Regions from separate parts of the Mus musculus genome. Here regions 1 and 3 are each linked to region 2. A link is a contact called in public Hi-C and promoter capture Hi-C data. All regions are on one chromosome and are shown on one strand. Each heading gives the region's core, a stretch centred on a gene start, on an enhancer-like site or on the middle of the called end of the contact. The rest is flanking DNA. Distances are from core to core; before and after follow the strand shown.

Region 1 (2,700 bases), core at 167-2,666, 130 kb before region 2:
AATATAGAGAGGCTATAGAGTCCTGGAATTATCAGAGCGGGCTGGAACCAGGTCTAGTTAGGATTCCTTACTTGAGGGGAGCCCTGGTGTGAAGCTATCGCAGGTAGCCCCTCCTATGTCAGGTAGTGAGAGGAAAAAGACAGAGGGGTAGGTGGGAAAGGAAGAGGCTGTAAGAGGAGTAGGGAGAGGAGAGAAGGAAAAGGGGATGGAGAGTAGCTAGACTAAACTCCTACAGTGAGAGAAAAGACAAAAGGAAGGGACAAAAAGGGGGCGGAGGGTGGCGAGTCTCATCTAGAGGGAGCACAGGGGAGGCAGGCTGGGCTATGCACATCTGGTGGGGATACACACCACATGCTTCTTTCTGATCTTACTGGGGCCCAGGGCTGCACAGATGGTTCTATTGGGTGGATAAGGGCAGGCTGGGGTGTCCTTGAAAAGAGTCACACAGGGGATACCTAGGCCCTGGGGCCAGGCTGGATAAGTGCACCATCTGGTCTCCCACTGGCCCAAAGCAGAATGACAAAGTCCCAGGGGGTGGAAGGCTACAAGGGCAGGCCTTGTCTTCCGTGGCCTCCCTGGAGCCTGCTTGGGCATATTCCTTGTAAAGAACACAAATATGGGGACAATGTCCCTGGTCTTATTACCCAACCCCCTTCAAACTCTTGGGGACCAGCACACAAAAGTACTCGAAGTGACTTTCCTGAAACCACAGAGGCTGCAGCTGTGGCGCCAGACTCCTAGGATGGGAGGGGCTGGATGGAGTCATTCTCTGGATGTTTCTGAGCGGGTGTGTCTGCTGAGACTTTGTGAGGAGCCCTCAACCTGCCCCAGGAATGCAGGCTGATGAACACACCCACCTCCCCCACCCTTGGGTCCTTCAGCATAGACAGGTTGGGAGAAGAAAGAGGGTACCCTCTGGGTAGAAAAGAATTTTGGCTCAGAGGGTGGAGCTTAGCCAAAGGTATGAAAGCAGTTTGTCTGTGTGGGGGTTCATCCCTCAGCACAGCCTGCAGAATATGGGGTTCCCACTTGGTTGGGGAGGGAATCTAGGATCTTTCTGTTGGGACTTGAAGCTGGCCCAAGAATCATCAGGACCTGGTTCTAGACAGGGAGACCAAGGACAGACAACACAGTTTTTCCTATACTTGATTAGTCCTTTCCCAGGGTAGAGACTTGGTTCCTCTCCAATCCCTGCCACCTACATGCTGGCTCATTCTGGCCACACATATAATCTCACAGTATTCGGTGCTCCTTGATGGACTAGCAAGGTGGGGGTCAGAATACTGACCTCACTGTAAGCCTGTGGGCAGATGCCCCAGGAAGACAGAAGCTTCCAACAGAAAAGGGCTGGCAGGTCCAGCCCTGGAGAGAAACACTCAGGTCAAGAGCAGAGTGACACTCAGGTCATTATTTGCAGAGCTTTGCCTCAGTCACTGGCTTGAGGCCATGGAGGATGGAGAAAAGTCTTGTCTGCCCCTGGCTGTGCAGTCCAGGTGATGCTAAGAACAGTATTGCCTGGGACAGCAGTTCAGCTCAAAGCCACAGCAAATGTGCTTTCTGCAAACCACAAGGATGAAGCCAGTGTGCTGTGCAAGGAGCCTGGGGGTCTTTGGGAGCAGCCCCGTGAGCACTGGCAACTAAGACTGCTACCTGGGTGGAGGGGGTAGCAGGACCTAGGTTAGCACAGCTTAACAATCCTAACAGAAGAACAAAGTCTCTGGAACATGAGCCTCACCTCCCGATCTCAATAACTCCTGCCCAGACAGTCCAAGGCAGCTCCAATGACCATAAAAGGCATAACCACCTCTGAGGGCAGGCATTGGAGGGACAAATCTGGGCTCTAGGGGGTCACTGTGACACACTGGTCACTGTTTACCCTGCCACCTAGCACCGTCAATGACATACCTGAGCCTCAGCCAGCATGACATCCTGGATGATGGGTTGGCCTCGGGGCTCACCATTCTCCAACCGCACATAGGTGACCTGGTAGCCACGAATCTGTCCGTGCTGCTTGTTGGGGACGGGCAGCTTCCAGGAGACATGCACAGCAGTGGAGTTCAGAGGCTCAACCTCTACCTTCCGTGGTGGCCCGCTAGGCACTAGGGGCCAGGCAGAGAAGAGAGTCAGATATGGAGCAACAGCGCCTGGCTTAGGCACGTACAGCTAACTTTAGGGCCGTGACTCTGCACCTGCCCCCTTGGGAAAGGTTCCAATGTTGTTTCTTTGGCTGGCTGATTTGCCTGCCGAGGGCCATCCCTATGGGTCCCTCTAGCAGGGCTACTTATTCATGGGAAACATAGATGTGGGGAACAGCTGGAAGTGAGGTACCACACCTTCAACTACCTAGGCTCACACCATCTGTAACAAATTTCATTAGTATCCAGACAAAGCCCACTTGAGTCTTTTGCACTCATCTTCTCAATCCTGGCTCTCATATTAGGTGGGGCTGCTGCTTCTGCCACAGCCCTGTACGGTTTTAAAGCTTCAGTTATCTTGGAGACGGCTCAGAAGCCAGGACCTGGATACGGGATACCCCACCAACTACATCGCCCCAGAGTTTAGACCATTAAGCCTAAATTTAGAAAATGAGTCTGTCAGGTCCTGTGGAGGGATCTTGGGTGCTTGGCAGACAGCCTCAGGTGGCATGCTTCTCATCCCCACCCCTCCTCATAACAATGTTACCCACTGCAGCCTACCGTC
Region 2 (2,700 bases), core at 176-2,675:
TATAACAGATATTATACTGGCCCAGCCTGGTCAGAAGACAATTACTGTGGCACCTATCATGTCTTCAGATCACCATCCTGAGCAGTAACAATCTGAAAAACAGTAATTGTAGCCCAAACTATACAAACGGTGCAAGGAAGCCGGGTCTGTAGCAAAGCTTTGAGATGATGAAATGTTAGCACAGAATATGCTAGCAGGTGGTAGGCATGCGCACAGAAGGTCTTAAAGTTCTGTTTTTATTAAATATGAAACTGATACACAAAATTGGTGCCTACAAAACATATGTAAGCGATAAAGAAGCGAGACATAATTAGCATACATGGCTGTCCCCACCCAGTTTAAGGGAAGGGATGTCGGTGACTTCCCAGGTCTCCAGTACCATCTTTTTCTCTCCCCTCCAGACACAATCATGCTTTGTGATTGCTATTCACATTTTTTAAAAACAGAGATGTTAGCCAGGAAGTGGTGGCACAGGTCTTTAATTCCAGCACTTGGGAGGCAGAGGCAGGCAGATTTCTTAGTTTGAGGCCAGCCTGGTCTACAGAGTGAGTTCCAGGATAGCCAGGGCTATACAGAGAAACCCTGTCTCGGAAACCAAACAAAACCCAGAGATGTTTGTATCTCCTCATGTGGTGGTGGCTTCTCTGCCTTTGTATAAGTGGAAACAGGGCTGGTGACAAGGCTTAGTGGGTAAGAGGCTTGCTGCACAAGCCTGGACCTAAGTTCAACCCCAGGATCCCACCACAGAAGAGATTCGTTCCCAGTATCCATGTCCTGTTCCAGCGAGTCTTAACAGTACAGGCACCCACACTCAAGTGCACACCTACCTGCTGACACATGCATATAAATCAGACAAAAATCTTTGACAAAATAAAACTGGAAGCACGCCATGCCATACATATTTCTCTCAAAATGATGTTTCTGAGATTTTTAAATACCATCACCTTAATGTTTTCACTTTGAGCCAAACTTTACTTGCTCCAGTACGAGAGGAAACTCAATTTTGAGCCTGAGCTACCAGCTTTGCCTTTCCCTCTCTGTGGGACACGGTAATGGTACTACCACTCATCCGTGTGTGTCTGTGGATGTTTGGCCCATGTTAGCCTTTTGCTGGGTAAGCTATGTGGTTATGAATATCACGAGGCTTATTCCTGCCACACTTGTGCAAATGTTTCTTCAGGGAATACACCTGAATGAGGAACTGCTGGATCCAGGGCGTATCAGCTTTTAGAGATCATGCCAAATTGTTTTCCAAAGCGGTTAGAGTGATTTCCGTTCGCACTGGCATTGGGGAAGCTTGCCAGTTGTTCTAAATCCTATCGGCTATCTGCCATGGACTTTCATTTTTGCCGACCTGGAATGTATCAGATGGATCTCACTGAGGGTTCACTTGTGTTGTACACAGGACTGCAGAAGGTTTCAACACTGCACAGATGGATGCTATCACATGACCAGATGAGACTCTGGACTCTGCCTTGAACTTTAGCTCTCATCCATTAGCTAATCCAGGTTGTTGATCCCACAATGAAACATTACTCCTATGCAAATTCTCTGGGCAAAAGTTAAAACTTGGCATAATAATTTAGTATGATGCCTGGGACAGAAAGTGCTAGAAACTATAGATGATCAAGTTATGAATGAAGAAAATACTTTGTAGGCTGGGGTGTAGTTTGGTGAAAAATCACGTGTTCCATGTACAGGGACCTGGGTTCTAATCCTAGCATGGAAAAAGGGGGGAGAATTGTTTTCATGGACACTGTGCTCCATATTTTATTGAAAGCCATAAGGGAGTCAAGAGGAATTGCGAGTCATGTCCACCTAGTTCATAAAACTCTCTCTGCTGCCATAAAGGAATATGGAGAGGGTGTGGCTCACTGTGGGTTAGAACATTTAGTTCCTGATTCAGAACTCAGGAGGTGGAGATGCGACTAGGATTTAATTACAATTACCTTGGTACAAGTGAGATTTACAGCAAAGAGCTAATAAAGATGTCTTCCCTTGGGTGTCACTCTGGATTGTAAACCTGCTGATTGATTAACAAGCTAAACTTAGTTAAGAGGCCACAACCTGATCGGACTCTAGCCGAGAGACATGTGCCAAACAAGCCAAAGGTCCAAGAGAAAATTCAACGGCAAACGGGCAAGAAATCAGGTGATGCACCAGTGAGCTGGTGGGTCTGAGGCTGAGCCGCAGGGGTGGAACCTCTAAGCTCGAGGCTTGAGGATGGGATGAGCCTGGTCCTGAGCTGGATGTCCTGAGCTGGAGCTGAGCAGAGCAGTGGAAGCTGGCTGGGGGCATCTGCAGCGCTCAGCAAGTAGACTGGCTTCATTATGATAGCAATGACCTGTGAATAGTTAGTTAATGGCTGAGCGCTAAAACTCGAGGGTAGAGCTCAGCCTCATAAAACTTCTTTTTCTTTTCTTTTCTTGTTTGGTTGGTTTGGGTTTCTGAAAGAGGGTTCCTCTGTTTAGCCTTGGCTGTCCTAGAACTAGTTCTGTAGACCAGGCTGGCCTCGAATCACAGATATCTGTCTACCTTGGAGGTGCTGGGATTAAAGGCTTGTGCCACCATCACCCAGCTTCCTTTCTTTTTCTCAGACAAGGTCTTCCTACATTCCTCAGGCTGGCCTTAAACCCACAGTGACCCTGTCTCAGTCTCCTCAGTATTTGGGATCAGAGGTGTACACGATCCTTATAAATA
Region 3 (2,700 bases), core at 27-2,526, 81 kb before region 2:
GAACTCTGCCCTAAAGCAGCTCCTCTCACTCCCCACTCCTACGGTGGTCAGGACTGTCCTGCCCCTTCGCTTATTCACCAACCCCCTCTAGACCCGGAGCTGGAAATGTCTAAACTCTCAGCCTGCCAGGGCAGACAGACTGAGGGCGAAGCGCCACAAGAGCATATGAGGGCTGCAGAGGACCAGGGCATGACCACACTGCTGCTACAGGAAGCAGTGACAGTTGAGTCAGTTCTGGTCATGTAAAGGGAGGGAAAACATACCCCCTCCACACCTTGTTTGTTTTTGGAGACAGTCACGTAGCCCAGGCTTGTCTTCAACTTACTACAGAGCCAAGATCCCCTAGAACTCTTAATCCTCCTGCTTCCACCTCTCAAATGCTAGGGATACAGGCCCACGTCATCACACCTGACTGCGAGAGTGCAAACAGAAGGCATGAAGGATGCCTGGACACGGAGCTCTGTGCAGCCGAAAGGAGAGAGCACAGCGGGGCCGGTGGAGGGTAGGGTAGCAGAGAGTCAGACACTAAAGCTCACTCTCCAGGCAGTTGGGGAGCGAAGAGACGCAACCCAATTCCCACTGTAGACTAGAGACTGGGTTCAGAGGAATGGGACTGAGGCAGGGAACCATCAGAAGGTTCCCTGGTGCACACTCAAACTCAAGCAGAAGCTGAAGAAGGCTTGGCAGAAGGGGGCAGGGAGAGCAGAGAGTGCATTCCAAAGACACTCAGAAGCTAGAGGCCACAGAACCTGGGGACAGATCACACGGGGGGAAGAGGGGGGTGTGGAAGGGGGAGAGGAGCTGCCAGAAGGCCCAGCTTTTTGACTTGGTAACCAGGTGGACAGTAATGCCAGTCACAGAGAAAACCAGGGGGCAGGCAGGATGGTGGGACGGACGGGCGCAGGCTGGGGTGTGCTGGGTCAGAGGGAAGATAGAGAAGGCAGTTATTTTCCTAGGCCTCACTGTTTCTCAAAACTCAGTGGCATGTCTCCCCTGCTGTCAGGGCCCTGAGACAATCTGAGAAGAGTGACAACAGTCCTTCACCATGTCAATGCCAGTCACACACCTAGGGTGCTGGGCCCCAGATCACTTCCCTCTGCTGCCTCTGCAGCCCCAGCCAGGGCTAAGGATCACCTTCACACTACCCCTTTCTAAGGCTTTCCACCTGACTTCTCTTCTAGACCCCTAGCCCTGCACTCCACTGGCTAGACTCTCCAGAGAAAGGCCCTCTCCCTCCCATTCTCCCTTATCCAGGGCCCAGCCTCTGAGGACAAAGGGAGGGGTGCTCCAGGGCCACCCTCTTCTATGACTGGCTCCTGAATTATTAATGAGCCATTTAGATAGAGCCCTGGTGGGACAAGGCTCTTGTCTAGAGACCCAGAGGGGATAGAGGGATCCCTATGGCCTGCTATCCTGGGGTCTGACCCCTGGGTTGGCCCTGGACTGCCTCTGGGTTCAGGACAGGCTGGGAATAGCCCCTTCCCCCCAAGGGACCTCAGCTCCGACCTTGCCCCTCCCCCCAGTCTGCAGATTGGCTAAGCCTGTCCTGTGCTCCGCCTCCTACCAGTAACCAAGCAGTGGTAACCATGGTGACAGGGCGGGCTATGGCCAGTCTTATAGTGCCAGGCAGGGGGAAGGGCAGCAGCAGGGAAGAGACCAAAGTTCAGAGTTGGATTGGAGTAGGGGACAAATCATCCCCCCAACACACAAACACACAGACTCAGTTTCATTCCCTGCCCCCTCTCTCCTTCCTGCAAGCCAAGTGACAAGTCCTTCCCTATTTTCCAGGGACTGCAGGCCGCCTCAGGGAAGGATATGGGCAACTGCTTCTGAATCCTCCCTGGCTCTGCAGACATGTCTGGTGCCCTGCTTCCTTCTGCTCGGGGCCTTCTACAGAGATCTGCAATGTGGACAAAGTACATGCCTATGCACGTCACACAAAGATCACATGAATCCAAGACACGGCTCCCCAGCTCTATATAACAGGGTCACGCTTAGACATGCAGCACTCTGCAGAGCCTAAGGGATACCCAGGTGCTCAGCAGGATGTTCAGAGGAAGTAGGAGCACGTACTCCTTAGAAGAGGGCTTTCCCAGTGCAGGTCTCTAGGGCAGGAGGACTAGTGGGTTATCTATGGTCATCCTGTTTCTTCTTCCTGGGACCTGGTCCGGTATTGCATTTTAGAGACCTGCTAGGAGCTAAGTCGATTTTCAACATGATGTATCTGTATGATGAGGAGTCAGACTTACTGTCGCCATGAGCACCTGCCATCAAACCAAGCATCACGAGAGCAGGCACAAGGGGCACCATCCTCCTCCCTGGGGCTGGCTCGGGAGCCATCCAGGGTTCTAGCTCCACAGCCAGCCACAGCCTAAGACAATCCACCTGTAATGGAGAGAAAGGCAGAGCCAATTAGCCAGTGTCCCCCTGAGTCCCCACTGCACATGCTCTTCCCCACCCCACTCCCACCCACCCTCACTGCCCATTCAGACAGTTCAGCAGTCCCACACTGGACCATGCAATGGCTACCCAAACTCCCTCACCACTGAAGGTCAACCATCCTATGGAAAGAGTGCAGAGACCTTCAGGGCATCCTCTAAGCGCCAGGAGGGGGAAGAAAGCTAGTTAGAAACTAACACGAGGCGGGTCCATTCCAGATCGTGAGTTTCCGGCTCACACCATTAAGGGGATGAGGGCAGG

Evidence for each region. Promoter capture Hi-C pulls out the DNA fragments that hold promoters and counts their contacts. A called contact is a pair of places that touch in the nucleus more often than the background predicts.
Region 1: a promoter capture Hi-C map of liver shows a contact between it and region 2, with 2.9 times the contacts expected there. The contact joins two enhancer-like sites. A contact is called at or near these places in 7 of 39 promoter capture datasets (the HPC-7 cell line, cranial neural crest, embryonic stem cells and 3 more), 8 of 484 Hi-C or Micro-C datasets (the G1E-ER4 cell line, embryonic stem cells and liver) and 3 of 115 datasets of contacts at active chromatin or transcription factors (embryonic stem cells and pancreatic cancer cells).
Region 3: a contact with region 2 is called in a Hi-C map of liver, with 2.0 times the contacts expected there. The contact joins two enhancer-like sites. A contact is called at or near these places in 1 of 39 promoter capture datasets (liver), 2 of 484 Hi-C or Micro-C datasets (both in liver), 2 of 115 datasets of contacts at active chromatin or transcription factors (embryonic stem cells and pancreatic cancer cells) and 2 of 9 other capture datasets (adipose tissue and pancreatic islet).

What each region holds. Positions count from the first base shown.
Region 1 is chr4:118,228,790-118,231,489 of GRCm38.p6, forward strand. It overlaps Ptprf (protein tyrosine phosphatase, receptor type, F), which reads right to left. Exons shown (of 33, transcript NM_011213.2): 12 at 2,697-2,700; 13 at 1,906-2,099. Among named protein-coding and RNA genes, the nearest start is that of Mir7226, 20 kb to the left of the region's middle. Within about 2 kb of position 1,417, at least 42 of the 459 cell types and tissues checked have an H3K27ac peak or open chromatin away from gene starts, as enhancers often do. A contact at or near this core is called in liver, where this site is marked.
Region 2 is chr4:118,355,531-118,358,230 of GRCm38.p6, forward strand. No RefSeq gene overlaps it. Among named protein-coding and RNA genes, the nearest start is that of Szt2, 52 kb to the right of the region's middle. Within about 2 kb of position 1,426, at least 11 of the 459 cell types and tissues checked have an H3K27ac peak or open chromatin away from gene starts, as enhancers often do. A contact at or near this core is called in liver, where this site is marked.
Region 3 is chr4:118,275,100-118,277,799 of GRCm38.p6, forward strand. Ptprf (protein tyrosine phosphatase, receptor type, F) reads right to left here. Exons shown (of 33, transcript NM_011213.2): 3 at 2,250-2,385. The coding sequence starts at 2,340. Among named protein-coding and RNA genes, the nearest start is that of Ptprf, 15 kb to the right of the region's middle. Within about 2 kb of position 1,277, at least 163 of the 459 cell types and tissues checked have an H3K27ac peak or open chromatin away from gene starts, as enhancers often do. A contact at or near this core is called in liver, where this site is marked.